Regions from separate parts of the Mus musculus genome. Here region 2 is linked to region 1. The links are chromatin contacts, called in public promoter capture Hi-C maps. All regions are on one chromosome and are shown on one strand. Each heading gives the region's core, a stretch centred on a gene start, on an enhancer-like site or on the middle of the called end of the contact. The rest is flanking DNA. Distances are from core to core; before and after follow the strand shown. Region 1 holds the start of Ceacam18 (carcinoembryonic antigen-related cell adhesion molecule 18). Region 2 holds the start of Klk8 (kallikrein related-peptidase 8).

Region 1 (4,199 bases), core at 1,106-3,605:
AAGAGAATGGACACTGGGGCTGGAGCTGCTGTGAGAGAGCAAACCTCAGGCCTACAGGGGGGTAGAAATCATCTGCAGAGAACAGAAAAACACCTCAGAGCCAGAGGCCAAAGAGATGTTAGAAGCCCTCTTGAGGAAGGAGTAGAGAACCTTGACATCTGCCCCCTAACTCACAGGGATCCAACTGCCTCTGCCTCCTGAGTGCTGGGATTAAAAGCATGGTGTAGCTGTCTTTAGCTACTTTGTGGGTTCTTCTTGCTTCCACCCTTCTGTACCCTTTTTCTACACTCTCAACACTCTAACATTAGGTAAGAGAGAAAGAAAGGACAAAAGCATAGAGAAGGAAGCATCACTTTCTCTACCACTCAATTAGACATCACTTTCAAACATGAGTGCTTCCTTCTACAACCTAACTTAACCTTCATTGTTTGGGATTAAAGGTGTGTGTACTAAGGGTGTGTCTGTTCCAGGCAGAGGGATTAAAAGTAGGTGCTAAGGGCGGAGCCACACCACAACTAGAAACAGGTGTTTTCAGTAAATAACACAATCTTGGGGTCCACAGTATGATCAAATATCCTGCAACAGCTCTACATCTCACACCCAGGATTAAAGCAAAAACATATAATATTTCTCTTTTTTTAAAGAAACCAAAATTCCAGAATTCTCACTACAGTGTGTGCCACCACACCAGGCTCTATTTTTTTTTAATGACCTGAATATTTGAGTTCCTCTAAAATATGTTGTATTCTTAACTTCCATGATGATGGCACTAAGAGGCGAGAGCCTCCAGAAGGTAGAATCTCAGTGTTGAATTAGTGTCCTTATGAAAGATTCCACTGAGAAGGTGCTCTCTTATGAGCCAGGAAGAGGAGTCTGTTGGTCCATGGTTCTGCACACCACAGGAGCAATGTCGTGGCTCTGCTTCATTCACTGCAGTGTAAACATCTGCCCTTGAGTTTGATGATGGTAGGTAAGAGATTGGCTCAGCTAATTTGGGACACCTGAGTGCAACAGTTAACTCTGTATGCCAGTGTGAACGTGTTTGGATGAAACATGTCTGGGTGTGACCATGAGAGTATTTCCAGATATCAGTGTTTGAATGGAAGACCTTGCCCTGGGGAGGATGGTGGTGTTTTTGTTCTTTTGATGAGAAACTATAGATATAGTTAGAGATGGTAACACATAGCTGTGATCCCCGAATCCAGGAAGTAGAAACAAGGTACTCACAAGTTTCAGGGTAGACAAGGCTATCATAGGAGATCCTGTCTCCATAATCTGTGCATGTGGCTCGGCAGTAGAGACAGACATCTACAGGTAAGTTACATCCAGTAGTTTTCCCTGCAGTTAAGGGTGCCGCCATGAGATACAGGCAGAAGTGTTGTGAGCCACTGTCAGAAAGTGTCCCTCACTCGGGGGTTCTTCCTGAGACTTCCTACTTCCTGCTCGGTGATGCGGGGACAAAGCATCAGCTGCCATCTTGGGTCAGGAGGTGGGAGACAGGAGCATCACAGAGTAAGAGGGTAGAGGAGCCTGGGAAATTGTCAAAATCACCTAGGACTTAACCCCACTAGACACACAGAGAGAGCACTGTCTGCTCCCTTCTTTTAAAGGGAGAAAACCCATCCTAAAGTGATTTATTGCCAGATGTGTCTCGTGTGTGTGTGCGGCTTCATGAAGTTTCACTTGAATGGAGTTAGTACAGGTCTTTAAAAATGACCCAGTGAAGAACATGAGGGAGTGTGTCATGGGGAATTATTCTGTAGAAAGAGCATAGTCATAAACCGAGACAAAGCAATTAAAAGATTAATCACAGCCCTGAACACGAATGCCAGCTAAAATGGAAAGGAGACATAGGTTAAAATGTAATGGTCTTTTGCTGTCAAACTCCTTGCCACCAAACCTGATGACCTGAGTTTAATCCCTAGGACCCACATACTCCTTCATATCCTCTAACCTTACACGTGTGTGTCACACACACACACACAAATGCTGTTTGTGGTTGGGAATATAGCTCAATGGTAGAGCCTTTGCCTAGCATGCAAAGTCCTGTGTTCAATCCCCAGTACTGGAGGAAAAAAATTAAACAACCAAAAGACACATGATGCTCTTGTCTTTGTAACTGCTTTTTAGTATTTCCCAGTTTTTGAAAACTAGCAAGAAGCTGGTGTTGTTTGTGTCATAGTCATAAAAACATTAATAGGTATAAAAATGAGATAAGCAAAAGCTGGAAGATGACATAGAGCTATAAAGATAAGACGTGCAGCCGTAGGTCTGCCCTCACTGCCGGGCAGAGTCCTTTCTAGGAGGAGCCACACGAAGAGGGGAGGGCAGGGCAGGGACATTGCAGAACCTGCCGAGCTCTGGAGGACCCAAGAAGTCCATGGACTTTTCTAGGCCTAGCTTTAGCCCCTGGAGGTGGCTCACCCTTGTGGGTAAGAGGGGAGAAAATCTGCTTTCTGAGCCTAGGGGGGAGGGGAGAAGCTCGGAAGGAGCAGGAAACAGATCTGTTGAGGCATAACTCAGAAGCTTTATGATGGAAGCAGCAGGAAGAGGGTTGGAGCCAGGTCCCTCACCAGGACTCTCATGAGCACATACATCTAGGGTATATCTCACACCCATAGAGACATAGACAGATGAGACACACAGACTCAGACATATGCATATAATACACACAACCACAGCAAGAACACACACACACAGAAACAGAGACAGATGAGACACACAGACTCAGACATATGCATACATACAACCACAGCAAGAACACACACACACACACACACACACACACACACACACACACACACACACACACACACATCTACCTGCCATGTAAAGTGGTAAACTTGGACCCCTACCTCCCTGCAACCACTTTGTGTTCCTTAGGCTTCCCCTAGCTATCTGGATTCTCTTCCTGTCCAGCCTGGGTCTCTTTCTAATCCCCTTCTTCTTCAGGACTCTTTATGCTCCCTGATACTCACAGCTACTGTGATGTGCTAGGAGGCACAGATACTGGTCTTGAATATGTCAGTGTTCGCCCTGCAGTATGGAGTGGGATCTCAGGTACCTTTACCTCCCCCATAGTCAAACCTCAGGCATTACAGAGTAGGGGATACCAGTTTGTGTCTAAGGTGGTGGCAAGTCCTACCCTATCCACATCCACTTCAATGAATTCATATCTGCAGACTGTGCCAGACAGTCTGAGAGGGGCTTCCCTGCATTTATTCCCCAGATAGTCATGAAAGCTATATACCCAGTGTTAACTGGCACAGCCAAGCCCTGCCTGCCTGGACCTCACAGGTCTGCCCTCAAACTAAATGTCTAAGTAGTCAAGGCTAGGGTAAGGGGATCCTACGATGCTAGGAAGCCCAGAAGAGACACCTGGCCCAGGCTGGTCAGGAGACATCAGAGCTAAGGATGAAGGAGAAATGAGTTCTCAGGTAGACTGCAAATGGGGAGAGTGGAGCAGAGATCTGTGTATGGAGATGGGGACCAGCATACACAGAAGGTTACGGAACTGAGGAAAGCAAGGTCACATCTTGTGTTTTATTGAGATGCACATGTCTATTGTGTGAAGGATGGATTGGGGAGGCCAGTAGCAAAGGGAAGTGGGTGGGGCTGAGAAGATAAGAAGAGAGTGGATAAGACAAGGACTTGGGACTGGGGGGAAATCAGTCCTCAACTGGAAACTCAATGTATTTTATTCTAGGTATATGTATGTGTGTGCTTGAGTGTATCTGTGTTCACCACATGTATGCATGTACCTGTGGGGGCCAGAAAAGGGCACCAAAGACCCCGGGGCTGGAGTTACAATTGTTGTAAGCCACCCACTCTGGTGCTGGGGGCCAAAGCCAGGTCCTCTGCCAGAGCAGTGAGTGCTCTTAACCACTAAGCCAGCTCTAGAGCCAGCTGTACTGGGACTTCTTCATTTACAGTATGAGTTACTTTGGACAGGAACTGGAGAGGGAGGATTTGCTGGCTCATGGTTCATTCTAGTGGATTGGGGTGGGAGTGAGGCATGATGAAACAGTTCAGCTCGTGGCAGCATCAAGGTAGGGTGGAGGCTGTTCACAACATAGCACATAACAGGAACACAGAGCAGGGTAGGAGCCAGAGGCTAGGTATGAGCTCTGCAGGCTTCCGTTTAGTGGCCTGCTTCCACCACTAAGACCTTGTCTGCAAAAGGCCACAGCCTCCCAAAA
Region 2 (4,199 bases), core at 559-3,058, 160 kb after region 1:
CCTAGGGATCCAGGCTGAGTACTAGGAGGTTCTGGGAGCCCAGGATGCTACATGGTGGGATGGGAGATGAGATCTGTGAGTTTTTATTCATGGAAATGAGGGAGGAGAGACTACAGACCAGGCCCTCCTGGGTGATGAATGGCAGAGGCTTTCTCAGGAGGAAGCTTCCGATGATTCTCATGAATAGACCCAGCTAACAGCTCTGTTCTTCACCATGCACAGGGTGACTCTGGGGGACCCCTGGTGTGCGAAGGAACCTTGGCAGGTATAGTGTCTGGAGGATCTGAGCCTTGTTCCAGACCCCGGAGACCCGCTGTCTACACTAACGTCTTTGACTACCTGGAGTGGATTGAAAGCACCATGGAAAAAAACTGAGTTCATGCTAAGATGGACAGACTGGAGAGGAAGACGGATGTAGAATGAGAGGATGCTGCAGGATTCCAGAGCCCCAGCTTCTCTGATGCGTGTCAAAGCACCCCCGCACGCCCCATGATGAAACTCCGCCCTCTCAGACTTCGGACCCTCAGACTTCACTCCTTAGTCTCCCCCGAAGACTCCTCCCACTTAGGTCATCTTCCCTCTTGGGGTCTGCTCCCAGGCAAAACAATTATAATAAAACCACGCCCCTTCAAAAAAAAAAAAAAAACCAACTGAGACACACCTCCTTTGCTCCTGGCCCATGCTACACCATTTTAATCACCATTCTCTGGAATAGCCCAACCCTCAGGATCACCGCCAAGAAATATCTTTCCCTAAATAGCTGCTGCAACCCTTCATATTTCACCCAATAGGATTTCTTCTCTGGACTCCATCCCATTTGTCCCCACTCCTAGTCACGCTAGGACTGCGCCTATTCTGCGCACGTGGACCTCAAACAGCTCTGGGTTCTGCTCCGAGTGTGTTTTGGGTCTGACTCTTGACATAGGATGATGGGAGCATTGATCTCTCTAGAGCCCCCAGGTGAATCAGAATAAACCATAGGAACGATCACTTCCTGTCGCCTGTAATGTGGGATACAGGGTGCGCACAGGTTGGGAGGAAAGGGTAAATGAACGAACCTGCTCCGGCCGAACCTCTGCAACCTTAACAACAAGCTTATTGCAGCACCTTGGGACTTCAGCCAGGGCTGGTCCCGCCGCCCTGGGAGGAAGGGGAAACCAGGTTACAGCGCCACCCTAACCTGCCTACCCAGATGCCCCGGGCTGGTTCCTGACCCGCCCTCAAAGTCCCCAACCAGAACACCGCCTTTCCCAATTTTCACAAAATTCAGTTTCAAGCCCATCCTTCATTAAGGACAGAGAACTTAATTCCAGCCCCCTGCTTCTTCAGACCCTGCAGAACACCCCAGTCCTTCTTCAGATTCAACCTCCACCCTCCAACTCCGAAGTCTAAATCAGAGCTCCTCCCTTAAATCCAGGGGTTCAGATGAGGTATTCAAACCCCAACTCACTTCCCTCGGACTCGGGGATTCAAGCTTTCACTTTTCTCCCTCAGACTCGGGTCCAGGCTTTGTTCCTTCTCTCTCAGACCAAGATATCCAAATACCAGCCCTCCTCCATCAGGCCCACGAGCCCAGGTTCCAGTTGCCTCCCTCCGACCCATCTCTTCCGTTCTACCCCGGGGGTCGGTGCACTGCCCCTCTAGTCCTCACCTCGGTTTCCGAGGCTCCAGTCCCTCCTCCTAAAGTCACTCCAGCCCGTGCCCCTCCTCGAGCGCTTGCGGGTTCAGCCGCACCGCAGCAAGGTGCGGGCAGAAGGCGGGGCCGTGGGCGGGGCTTCCTCGTTAAAAGGCTGCAAAATCTTGTACCCGACACACCGAAGGGAAGTCCGGGGGCCTCTTCCACCGAGTCCGAGTGACCCCGCCCCTTGCATTCTGGAAGGTGAGGCGCAGAGGTCCCCAGACACGGACCTCAGGCGCAGGGAGGTCCCCTTTCTCTGAGCCCAGGACCCTCCCACCCCCAGGCTCACATTCTTTCTCTCAGGATCTTCAAGCGGGTCTCTTAAGCTCCCTCTTCCCCAGGACGTTGGAGTCACAGCCTCAGATCTTTCTCTCCAATCTCACAAGTGGGCCAGAACTCCTTTATAATGTCTGGATCCCCAACAGCAAGCTCTCCCCCACACTAAAATTCGGGGATCTAGAGCTCTGCCCTAGCTTTCTCAGCCCCTAGCTCCATCCTCCAGCAAGACTCAAGACAGCTCCGGAAACACCTCCTTCCCCCAGTTCCCCAGACAACAAGATCTCAGGCTCCTCCCTCGGACTTCCTCTTAGTTCCACCCTCTTCCTCAGAGGCCACCATGGGACGCCCCCCACCCTGTGCAATCCAGCCGTGGATCCTTCTGCTTCTGTTCATGGGAGCGTGGGCAGGTGAGAGGAACAGGTCCCACCACCCAGGGCCTTCAGTGGGGTAGGGGTTACTGGACTCTGAGTGAGTTCCTTCTGACACGTGGGTGTGTGGGTGCCTGTGGTGGGCTTGGGGACCGGGGAGCTTTCTTGGTAGCGAGTAGAGATAGCAACTCAGTGGTGAGGAAGTGGGTTGAGTTTCCCATAGATGCATGGCTGCGGAAGAGATTCTTATTGCCTGTCAGACAAAGCTGAATTTGGTGTGGGGATGTCTAGAACTCGTGTAGACGTGCGTGGAAGCATGGTGAGGGCTGTGCCTAGTGTTGATTATTCTCAGGTCTCAGTGAACTTACATGTGGCCATGTTCCAATGGATGCTGGAAACTTATCTGTTGAAGGCATAAGAGACGGTCCGCAGAGGAACTGGCCTGTGTGTCCATTTGAACCCACAGTGGCTTTCCTGGCTGGGGCTCTGACATCGAGGGTGGCGACCCACCCTTCTCCTTCCTGATGCAGGGCTCACCAGAGCTCAGGGCTCCAAGATCCTGGAAGGTCGAGAGTGTATACCCCACTCCCAGCCTTGGCAGGCAGCCTTGTTCCAGGGCGAGAGACTGATCTGTGGGGGTGTCCTGGTTGGAGACAGATGGGTCCTCACGGCAGCCCACTGCAAAAAACAGTGAGTGAAGGGCTGGGCACATGTGGGTGGACCTGGAGGGAAGAGGCTCAGGGCTCTGTTTGAGGAAGAGGAGGAAGTTAAAACTTGGGTCTGAGGGAGGAGGGCTAAGGAGGACTGCTGGATCTGAGGCAGACAGGCTAGGGCCTGGACTCCTGGGCTTGGTGGAAGATGAATGGGTTCTGAGGGAGAAGGAGTGGAAAGAACCCCCAAGTACCCCCAACTTCCTTCTGGGTTCCAAGATCCACCCTCACTCCTCACCCCCTCCACCCCTCCTTGTGCAGGAAGTACTCCGTGCGTCTGGGTGATCATAGCCTCCAGAGCAGAGATCAGCCGGAGCAGGAGATCCAGGTGGCTCAGTCTATCCAGCATCCTTGCTACAACAACAGCAACCCAGAAGATCACAGTCACGATATAATGCTCATTCGACTGCAGAACTCAGCAAACCTCGGGGACAAGGTGAAGCCGGTCCAACTGGCCAATCTGTGTCCCAAAGTTGGCCAGAAGTGCATCATATCAGGCTGGGGCACTGTCACCAGCCCTCAAGGTAAAGAGCTGGGCCCCCTACCTAAGAGGGTGAAGAGAAGGCAATCACCCCAGTGGACCCCAAGCCATTGCAGACCTCATTCCCCAACATACCCTGACCTCCATACACCCTAAGAGAAGATAATGAAAGAGAAAAGTGAGCACATTAAGTGTTATGGGGAAGGGGAGGGGGACTGTAAGTAAAGTGCTTGCTTAGCAAGTGTGAGGGGCTTTGAGTTCAGATCCCCAGCAACCTTGTTAAAGCCAGCTGTGAGGTGGAGACAGGAGGGTTCCAGGGTTTGTCAGTCAACCATCGTAGCCTAATGATCCAGGTTCAATGACAGACCCCATCTCAATACATACATGTGGTGAAGCACGGGCACTTTGGGTTTTTTTAAATTATATCTATTTATTTGTGTATATGTGTATGTATGAGCACGTGCACATATGCATGCCCCAGAATACATGCAAAGGTCGGAGGACAGTCTGTAGGGATCAGTTGTTGCCTCCCACTCTTCTGCTCCTGGGGGCTAGAACCCAGGTTGTGAGCTTGGCAGCAAGCACCTTCAGACCCTGCTTTTTCCCACGCTCTAGGGCCCAGACCCGTCATCACCCAGCCTCCATGATCCAAGAGGGCCCAAACTCCTTTCTTATTCGTGAGC

What was found. Capture Hi-C pulls out chosen DNA fragments and counts their contacts.
Region 2: a contact with region 1 is called in a promoter capture Hi-C map of adipose tissue. The contact joins the promoter of Klk8 here to the promoter of Ceacam18 in region 1. A contact is called at or near these places in 12 of 39 promoter capture datasets (the 3T3-L1 cell line, 3T3-L1-derived adipocytes, cranial neural crest and 6 more), 1 of 115 datasets of contacts at active chromatin or transcription factors (embryonic stem cells) and 1 of 9 other capture datasets (adipose tissue).

Annotation. Positions count from the first base shown.
Region 1 is chr7:43,632,384-43,636,582 of GRCm38.p6, forward strand. It overlaps Ceacam18 (carcinoembryonic antigen-related cell adhesion molecule 18), which reads left to right and starts at 2,356. Exons shown (of 6, transcript NM_028236.1): 1 at 2,356-2,432. The coding sequence starts at 2,381.
Region 2 is chr7:43,795,769-43,799,967 of GRCm38.p6, forward strand. It overlaps Klk8 (kallikrein related-peptidase 8), which reads left to right and starts at 1,809. Exons shown (of 5, transcript NM_008940.3): 1 at 1,809-2,364; 2 at 2,856-3,015; 3 at 3,297-3,559. The coding sequence starts at 2,295. It overlaps Klk9 (kallikrein related-peptidase 9), which reads left to right. Exons shown (of 5, transcript NM_028660.3): 5 at 223-988. The coding sequence ends at 375.